2 separate regions of the Mus musculus genome follow, and region 1 is linked to region 2. The links are chromatin contacts, called in public HiCAR-type maps. All regions are on one chromosome and are shown on one strand. The core of a region is the stretch at or near the end of the contact, and the rest is flanking DNA. Distances in the headings are between cores, read along the strand shown. Region 1 holds the start of Calcrl (calcitonin receptor-like). Region 2 holds the start of Zfp804a (zinc finger protein 804A).

The links. HiCAR-type assays count read pairs that join an accessible place to other places.
Region 1: a contact with region 2 is called in a HiCAR-type map of astrocytes, with 8 times the contacts expected there. The contact joins the promoter of Calcrl here to the promoter of Zfp804a in region 2. A contact is called at or near these places in 1 of 39 promoter capture datasets (hippocampal neurons) and 1 of 115 datasets of contacts at active chromatin or transcription factors (astrocytes).

Annotation. Positions count from the first base shown.
Region 1 is chr2:84,423,280-84,428,411 of GRCm38.p6, reverse strand. It overlaps Calcrl (calcitonin receptor-like), which reads left to right and starts at 3,146. Exons shown (of 16, transcript NM_018782.2): 1 at 3,146-3,342.
Region 2 is chr2:82,050,783-82,056,376 of GRCm38.p6, reverse strand. Zfp804a (zinc finger protein 804A) reads right to left here and starts at 2,719. Exons shown (of 4, transcript NM_175513.3): 1 at 2,476-2,719. The coding sequence starts at 2,586.

The DNA.
Region 1 (5,132 bases), core at 1,897-4,396, 2.4 Mb before region 2:
CACATTTACTAGGAATGAGCTATCTACACCATGCTCCATGTGATAGTGTTTTGTTTTGGTTGTTTTTAAAGATCTGTGTTTCTAGGCATAGCTATAGAAACTCAAGTGGTCAGTTTAGTCAGCAGAAACCTAAATTTGTCACACATGACTTTGGTTGAGGTTGTCTAACATGTGGACATAAGACTTTTAATTAGCATCCTCCTGATTAATTGCCTTGTGAGGCATGGCCCACCTCATCAGGGGAACCCATCACTTCATTTAGAGACTTCGTTACCTTTGAGCTACATAAAGGACCACAATGGAGGCTGCAGGTCCTGCAGTAACATTTTAACGTGGACAAATGCCACTGTTCCTCAAAATGAGTTTCATCTGTGCATCATTACTCACTATACAGAAACACAGATACTGCATGGATGCACTCTGAGTGGGAACCTTTGAAAGGGGCCTTCTGCATGGGAGCACTCTGAGTGGGAGTACTCTGCATGGGAGCACTCTGAGTGGGAGTACTCTGCGTGGGAGCATTTTGCATGGTTTATGCCCTGTATGGTTATACTGGTAGCATTCTTCTATGCTTTGTCCACTCTCTTTTAAATGGTCAAAACAGAAGACACTTCTTATTTGGTCTTAATTTCCTGAAAAAGAACTATTTTTAGTGTTCATCTGAAAGTACAAACTTGATCACCACTAATCAGATAATTTTAAGTAGCTTCAGTGTGTTCTGGGGAAAGATGACAATGTAAAACACACGTAGAATACATAAGACTGAATGAATGTACTAACAATACCCCATTGGCTCGGAATCACCTGATTTTTGGAAACAGTTTCATTTAGCTTTACCATAGCTATCCAAACATTTGTGTCATACTAAAGCACACACTTGAGAAGTTTCTTCAATCTTTTCACTTGTTTCTACATGTCTCAGCACAGTCCAGCTTCCCCAAAGTCCTTATAGCATGTATTCATATTTTTTTCATGTTCATAACGTGGTAACTTTTAATGACCTTATTATTGGGAAGTATGTTTACTTTTCTTTCTATGAAAGACACATGTATGATACTAACAAGAATTATCCAGACTCTTCATGCACCACAGCCATAAACCTACATACACAACCAATAATTTATACTAAACACTACAGGTTGTATTAAATTTCCCATTTACAACAGCACCATGTATATCTATTATACAGGAGAATGATTGCCGGCTTGTGATCTTTCAGGCATCATCTAAAAGAACGAACCCCTTTACTTACTAAGACTCTGCTGTGTTTGAACAAATCCAATGAGTGAATCAAAAACATGTTAATGCTTTAATACTTACTGGAAATGTATGTAGCTTTGTATACACCAGTCTGTGTCTCAGAGGTCAGATATTCTTAGAAATGGATACAGGAGCATATATGATGATCATTTAGAAGTTAAAATCTAGTATTTGTTTTGCCTGAACTTTAAGCTGTAAACATCATACTTAAAAGTTCTGTCAGTATTGTCCCAGTGAGTATAAACATCTGCAAGGGGACATGATTACTCTCTACTGCTTTCCTCCTGAGCCCCTGTGCAACATGCGACTCCACATCAGAACTCTGTGGTTTCACCCAAGAATGTGTTTTACTGTTTTTCTGATTAATGAGTTATTATTTTAGGAGGCAGTAGTGATTTATAATGCTGACTTTTCACCCCATGAGCTGAAGGAAACAGCACAGGAAAATATAATTCAACAGTTCCCTATAGAAAGCAAAACTAAAGTGTCCACAAAGTAACTTCCCAGTTTATCGCCGTCTCTTAAAACTACATTGTGTAGTTCAGCTTCTTACACAGACTTTCCATTTTCAGTGATGGAGATGGTCAATTATGTCCCATATTTCTAAACGGATGCATCCTATTCTATATCCATATACAGAATTAAAGATTCTGCAATAAATCTCCTCCATGGATCAAGATAGGAAACATTTAAAAATGGCGGTGTCTTTCAGGAACACGATATCCAGAGATTCTGCACCCTGTGTCTTTAGTGCGGTTCCTCATCTGCTAGGACTTTGAGCTCCTCATCTGCTACTTGGTTGTAGTAGCTTCGCTATTCGTCTGTTCCTCCAAGGTGAAGCAGCAAGATTGTAGTAGCTAGTTAGAACTTGCCATTTTCTAAATGTTATAAAATATGTTGATTCAAAGTTTAAACAGACAAATTATATTATTTTATCCATCCTTTCCAGTTTATACGTGAGACATTTGATGCAAAGATCATGTGACTTTTAGTGCTGTCTGGCTTCAGGAGTTATGATTATTGCCAAATCTCATAATTTATCATATTATATAAAACTAACAAGTATATTTCAGGTTTATAGGCTTTTTTTCCTGATCATACGCAATGATTTCTTACTTTATGATATAATTATGTTTAGAGGGAAAACTTTTTTTTAAATTGAAGTTCATTTATTGTATGAAATTATTTCATAGTATCATGTTAAACTAAAGCCACCTTTCCTTGAAGGTTATTTTGAGGTACAACTAGTATAATGTTTAGATTATATAAAATGATATAATTATGTCAGATATTTAAAAGTATGTACAATGATTTCATACTCTATACACAGTCTGGCTTTACAGGACATACAACTCAGGAACTCCTAGAAAGGACAGCCCGAAGCCTGTTCATCTTCTCATGCAAAACTGGTTGTGGAGTTGCATCAGATATTAGTGCTCAAAATTGAGTCCGAATTAGTAATTCTGATGCTCAAAATTCCATGCACATTTAAGAAAAAAAGATGTGACTGATAAATTGTTCCTGGTTGTTCTGTGAACCTTAATTCGACACACACCCACACTCCTAACTCCTTTGATTCTTTTACACCAAGATCGCCTTCAAATCCCAGGCAGCAAGTTCTAACAGAACTCAGTCTAGGTGAAAGGCAGCCAGCTTTTGCTGGTAACAATGTGTTCATACAGCAAAGGATCTCTGTCTGTTCAGGCTGCTTCTTGCTCTTGTCAGAGTGAGAAGGGAGTTGCTGCTCCTTTCCTGGGGTAAGCTATTTGAGAAAGAAAGTAACCTAACACTAAGTGCAGGCGGGGCGGGGTGATGTAACAGGAAGCTGTGATGTTTCCCTTCTGCTGCTGATCGCTTACAATCTGACAACACTCCCCATCTACTCAGAACAAGCCCTCTCTTCGCAGCGTGCACTTCTGCCTTAGGACCGGCGGGCTCTGTTGCCTGGACCTCACGCTGCCTGCAGGACCACATTGCAAAGCTTTCCACACCTCGCCTCCGGGAAACTCTTGTGCAGTATCTCAGAAAATCAAACTCCCTCCTGAGACTATTCCCACAGAATTTCCTTAGGAGCTGTGCCAGGTAAGTGTATTATTCAAAATAAACGTATGTATTCTCAGCACTATTCTTAAGTATTATGACAATGTTTCTAACAAGAATTTAGTAAGTGGCATTGAAATAATGTTGAAACCGCTTCATTTAGTCTACAAAGGGATACTAGAGAGTCTTACTCCAGAATGCATACAAAATGTACTACTAGTGCATAAGAGTATTTACAGTGATACTTTAGAAAATAAATTTACCAATTATTAACGATGTGAGCGGGCTATAAGGCAAGTTTCTGAACAAATACCTTAATCAGGAAACAATGCCTTTTTAAAGTTAGTTGTACTACCAGCTCAAGTCCTGACAGCTGGAAAACATTTGCACCCCAGGAAGGGTCTTTAAATTTTCCACATAATCAGTATTCTAAGGAAGGGATGGCAGAAGACTATGGGGTTCCAGAGTCTTCCTGTGTGGCTGAACACAAAGTTGGATTAAGAAGAAAAGCCACCGGCTTGGACTTCTGTTTGCTTTCCGCTTCTTTTGACATTTACACCTCTAACTAGGGAACCAATGGAATTTTCATTGTTCTTTGTTGCTAGATTTGTGTAAATACCCCATTTTTGGTTTTCCTTTGTTTTTGTTGTTGTTTGTATTGGGTTTTTTTCTTTTGGGGGGGGTGTTCATGAATTGTCTCCACTGTATTAAGATCATGGGTGTCTTACAAATAAGGTAAGGGGAAAACAAAAACAAGACAAAACAAACAAACAAACAAACAAAAAACCCAACCAACAACCAACCAACCATAAACCCCACAACTGCCCAGGGTTAAGAAAATGTAGTGATTTCTACATTACTTCATGGTTTTTAAACTCTTAAGCTTAGAGTTGTGTTACTTCAATTATACTGGAAACTTGTGGGGGAAGAGTGTGAAAGGAGTCTCCATAAATACATAAACAGAGGCACGATAAGCAAGTGGATTAGCTCATTAAGCAGAGGAATTAAATTAGATTTTCAGCTATGATGCTGAGATGAAGCAGCTGCAGGTCTCTCTTGCCACAGTACAGACTGTCCTGAGAATCTAAGGAGCTAGTGCCTACTTAACAAGTGGCTGTCAGAGCGGCATCACAGGTTATTGCTAAGGAATGGGAGATATCAGTTTTGGATTAAAATTGTGCTTATTAGCATAATTTATTAAATTCTACGTTTTCTTACTTAAGTGAAATATAAGCTGCAAGATGCCTTTCAATGCTAGCATTCTGAGCTCAATTTCTAGTAGTCTGGCAAATAAACAAAATATTACAAACTCATCCTGAGTAACTCCTCAGTGATTTTTGGCTCAGTTTCCACATGTTTTTCAATGTAATTGAAACATTAATTTGTACACTTGTAATTTTTAAAAGCTTTGCGGCTGATTTATGTTTTTATTTTATTTTTATTTATACTACCGAGTTCCCTGATGTATAAAAACAGACAAGGTGAGTTTAAGATAGGACTTGTTACAAATAGTCATTAAATAACTGGAGAAAGAAGCGAAATCAGCACATTAAATAACCCAGTGTCATTCATAGGAACAGAAGTTGAAAAGCATTATTCTAAGCCAGATGATTTTCTGAAATTAAGTATTATATTAATAAACTATTGTAAATTAGTACCTCCACAAACTCTTCTGATTTTTATTGAATTAATGTTTCAAAGCATATAACCATCTTGTATGATTTATTTTAATATTCTCACCTATATTTGTAGCATCATTTAAAACAATCCTAATTACCAAAAGTTATAGCAGAAAAATGCCAGGCAATGAATATTGATGGTCATTAGGCAAA
Region 2 (5,594 bases), core at 1,470-3,969:
TAATTTCTTAATCTTAGAGGAAAAGCCCTATATTAGAAATTAAACTATAAAGGAGTATAAACCGGTTTCCATTATTGATATATGAATGTAGGTTTTAAAATATTCTATACATTTAATTCAACTGCTTGTTAACTTAAAGACTAAAACATTAAAACAAACAACCTTGGATGTATCAATTTTAACTTGAAGATTTTCATCATATGGTATATGCCAATTTTAGGTTAATATTTATGCTTAATATTTCTTAAACTTGTGGATGAAGTGTTTTTAATTAAAAACTATAGCATATAATAAGGGCTCAAATAATTTTAGATCCTGACAAGAATACATCATTATATAAGTTGAACAAGTCTTTATTACTTAACATAATTCCTTATCAATATATCTAGACTCTCCAACTATACTTATGGGAGAGTATATATCTCATTTTTCTTACTGACAAAACTCATTAAAAAGTACTTAGAGCACATAAACATATATTCCCTATAAAGAAATTGTGTTAAATAGAGTTGATTACAATTGTGAATATTTAAATCATGAAATTCACACACACACACACAATAAATTCAAACAGGATAGCTTATAAAAGTCTGGAAAGGACTGACACGAACACCCCTACAAGTTTCAGTCATTACAGTCATGAGAAACCTTGTGAGCTTCATTTCATACTGTGTCTCTCCTGCTTCTTGTTCTGACATCTACATATATTTTGATTTATCCATCTCATTTAGGTGGCTGCTTTTAATGTGCCCATTTTAATCATGAGGTTACACCGGGAAAACTCATATTTAATCTGCCCTTTGTCAACATGAGGGAGGAAGGACTCATTAGCTTCAAATACACAGCAAATAAGTCACCACGAGCAAATCTGGTCCCTGGGAAGTCTAAGGAGACTGAAGAAGCACAATGAACAGCACTGTAACAAGTTCAGGGCTGGCAGATAACTGCTCATTTTTCTGTGAATTCTTGACTGTTTTAGCTCTGCACAATGGAAGTATCTCCCTTGTCTAGTTCTTTTGCTTACCCTTAAATTATATTTAGTTTAATGTATAATGTTGAAGAAAGGGCTGTTTAAAATATTAGCTGACCTCTCTGAGAGTCCAGACAGTTTCAATAATCCTTCTAGACTCTGCCTACCCTATAGTACTCAACTAATGATGTCTGGAGCATGGGTTCTCAGTGCAACAGAAAGAGCAAATAAACACATCCTGAACAATAAAGACATCAGGAGTACATCAAATGCACCCCATGGGTGTCTCAATCCACTTAAATCTTCAAATGAGAACTTTTCATCCTCAAAAAAATAGGGAATTATTTATTAATGCGTATATACTTTTAAACATATAAAGAATCTGGGGCTTTGAAAACTATATTCGCTTTGAGCTACGTGTGTCCTTGACTTACTCTACCTATCTTTTTCAGATAAATACTAGGAGAAATCTAGAGCAAAGTCTGCCAGTGGGCACAGACTTCAGAAAGTCTTCCACTTTTACCACCTGATTTGGGCTGGACTCTCAGTGCACATACTAAGAGAACTCCACGCTGCTGCTTTCTGCCTTTGGAGAAGTGGTTACTTCTCCTGACACCCTTGCTCATGAGAGTTGGTTCTGTAGGGAGGCTTTGCGTATGATGTGATGAGCCTTTGTGGATGATGGGAATTGGGTGGAAAGTAGAAGCTACTCCGTGCTCTCTCTATGCTCAGCACATCTTCCACTAATCAAGAGCGCTTTTCCTGCTGGGTGCTGAAGGACAAGCTGTGCTTGTCAGTGAGAATAGCTGTGTGGGTTTTGTTTTCTAACATGCTTCCTACTGTCTGTACTTGTGACACAGTGATCACCTTCCACCCATATCCCCAAACTCTAAAGTGTGACAAGCTGCAAGTAGTGGGCAGATGGGAATATTCTGCTTAGCTTCACACAGAAAACTTCTCAAGAGAAGTTTCCTGTCAGTCCTTCAGCGAAGAGCCAAGAGCCAAGAAACAAACTCATTCGGAGACCCTCACCCAATCCAGCCACTTCCCCTAAGCCACCAGCCACATGGCTCGCTGCTCCATCAGACACCCACACCTCCATTCACCTTTAAGCTGCCTAAACGGAAAGATGTCACAGGATCACTTGGGGTTAGTGATCCTTTCTATTTTTAGGAGGTCCTGTTGAAAGAAGAGGTTTATAATCTTCAGCACTGTGGAGTGTGGTGGACAGAGAGCTTCATGAAGTCTCAGGAAAACATTTAGGCAGAGCTTTCCTAAGATTCCTTCCCTTTTCTATACCCGATTCTCATCCCACGCCCATCAGATAAATAAATGAAATAAATGAATTCCTTGCAAACCAAACATCACTAAAGCTCCCAAATCCATCCGTCAACTCATCCCTCCGGATATGCCCTATTAGATGAGAGACAAATAGAAAGAGAGAGAGAGAGAGAGAGAGAGAGAGAGAGAGAGAGAGAGAGAGAGAGAGAGAGAGAATGAATTACCAGAGTTTTGTTCCCGTTCTTGCTGAGAGGGCCCCGGAAAACTCCCTTGATGTTGCGAAAGTGTCCGTTGCTGAGATGCGTGGAGCTGATGACAATGTAGTAACACTCCATGGGGCAGCCGCCGCCTCTCCTCCGCAGCCGCCGCTTCCACGCACCCGCACCCTCAGCCGCAGCCGGGGCCGGGAGGGTGGGCTGGGGATCGCGGCAGGGCGAGCGGCCGGCTGTGCGCTGGCGGCGGGCACGCGGGTTCCTTATGCCCGGCTGCGGTGCGCGCCCTGCCGCCTCCGCATGCCGGCCGCGCTCGCCTAGGCTCCGGCGCAGTGCTCGCCTGGAGATAGGAACCGGGACGTGGAGCCCCTGGGGAGGATGCAGCCACAAGGGGGGCCGGGCCGGGCGGGACCGGGCGGGAGCGGTCAGAGCCCGCGCGGTAGGGCGCAGCCGGGCAGCGGGAGCCGCCCGCGCGGCAGAGGCAGCGGTCGCAGCATCCCCCGCGCCGGGCGCCCGCACTCGCAGTCGCTGCCGCTGGCAGGCATGAGTGTTATTATAGTGCGCGGCGTTGCTGGTCCATCGCACTGAGCCAATGGCAGGGAGCCACTGGGCTGATACTGAGAGCTGTCAGAGGAGTACATCTGTCACCCGCCACCTCCCCCCCGCCTCCCCCGCCGCCGGGACCCACGGCCGCGCCAGCCTGGCCACGAGTGGGAGTGCGTCGCGACCGCCAGGGGCCGGGAGGCGACGGCCGGTTACAAGTGCGAGACTCCTGCGAGGTGCGGGCGGAGGTTGGGGGGTTGGGGAGCAACGCGACCGCAGCTTCTGCTCTGCGGGTTGGAGTGCGGGCGGGGGAGCAGGGGAAATAAATAAATTAATAATTTAGTACCCAAGCCATCCGCTTCCAATTGCAGCGAATCGGGGCAGGTGCCAGGTGCCTCTGGGTTTGGCTTAGGGGAGTCTGCGCTTTGATGCATCTTTTGTATGGAATACCCCGCACCCCCGCGCCCCCCAGTTACACATATCACAAATGCTATGTGCTAAGAGCTTGGGGGAGGGGATTTGTGGCGACGAGAGTGGAAGTAGGGAGAAGGGAGAAGCAGGGACTCCTGATGGATGTGCTCCCATTCCTGGCGCTCTCCCCTCATCCACCTCCCCTGGGAGCATCAGTTCTTCCTAAATTGCCAAAGCTGAGAGGAAAAGGATGCTTTGCGGCAAAAGAAGCCGCTGCCAGGAGCTCCCATGCCAGAGAGGTGCTGAACAAAAACAGAAGCCTTCGCCCTAGAAGCGACCTGAAAGGAAAAGCTGCACACAAACTCCTGCGCTTGTCACAGAAAGTAGGGAATCCGGTCTGCGGTCTTCAGCAGAGATTCCGGTTGGATTTTAAAGGGTCAAGGCAGCCATCAGCAAGGACTGCTTCTACCCTACCCCTTCCCAGGTGATCCACTGACCTGTGTAAGTTTAGCTCCTTTGAGGTGGTGGAGTGGGAGCACCACAGATACACACACCATAGATCTGCTACTACCATAGGACTCATTAGTCGGCACTTAAAAAGATCGATACCAGGCATGGGAGTCTGGGACATGGTGCCTTCAATGGATTTACTGAAGGCTTTATTTCCCTTTTGCTTTGAAAGGCTTAATTGGTTAAAGCAGATTCCAGACATTCTGATGCCCCCTATGACAGAGAAAACTGCAGTCCGATACAAGCTGTGTTTATCTTGTTTATCCGTGGGCCAAGACTAAAATACGGTCGAGTATGTGTGCCCTATATATAGAATTTTAGGTAACAATGACAGCCTCTTCCCCATAACCCATAATATGGTACTTAAATGAGTCTGACAGTTTGATTTCACTTCTTCAAAGAAGATAGAATGGGGGAGTCTTGCTAAAAGAGGTGGCAGTCATGTGAGTGAATTATAAATTATAGGGTATAGCGGGGGAGTGTTAGATTTATATAAAAAGAAATTTTCCATGTATCATGCTTCAATTAGAAAATACTTGATGCGTATTGATTAAACCTCATTATGAAGTGTCGGTTATTTTAGAAGAAGCAGACAAAATTTCTCTGATATCCACTTGGGGGAGTCTGGAAGTCTTGGGAGAAAGAGAAGTAGAAACTCAGAAAACTTGTGTGCTGTGGGGAGGAGGTCACCCAGAAATATGTAGAACTCAGAATGAACACAATTACGCTGGAAAAATAGTCAATATTGGAAGTTAAAGGAATTTCTGACTCTCTTCACTTGAGAATTGTTTATTATTTGTTTGTTTGTTTACCAGAGCATGTAGGCTTTCTCTGCAGGCATCACTTGAGAAGGACTGAAGACTCAACTATATATTTGAAGTTTTCAAAACATTATTAGAGAGGAAAATGTACTGAGTTCCATGAAGCAGAGCAAAGATATATCTTAGGAAAGTAAAGAGACACCCATAAAAGATTGAGCCATATGTATTTAATTTTTGTAAGTACATAACTCAAAATAACGTAAGCTAGGCTAGTTTGCAAATAATTTTTACACAGAATACTTCTGTTGTGATGGTCATATCTTTGTAGCCTAGAGCTCAATGTTTAGTTCAGAAAATGAGAAACAGCTACCTGAATTGTTCCAGGGAACACTGGACAGCAGTTGTGTCAAATGTCATATTGTTCTTTTAGAGGAAGCATGCACATGTTCATTATATGTTCACCTGTACATGCATATGTGTATAGTATGGTAATATAGACACGTGTATTTATATACCATGCACACACATATACATATACAGCCATATGTACATACTTACCTAAATAGTTATGCTGTCAATATTTTTCAGTTTGTTCACAAAATCTCAGATAATGCTGAGTGACTGCAACTCCAAGTTAATCTAATTTCTGCATCACTTGGTTGAGGCTTAGGAAGTTATCTAGACAGCAAAAGCATCTAAAGATTTATGTGACAAGAAATAGAGGCTGCATGTGAGTTCTCAGTGTATGCCTACACACAGGCATACTATAAAAATATACTCCAGTGAAAACCCTCAGCAATTTCTAGCAAGAATCATTCTCCTGTCAGAATATTTTCAACTTTTACATCCTTGATATAAAGGAGTGGGGCATTGGTCACAGGAAACCTTATTTTTTAATACATATAA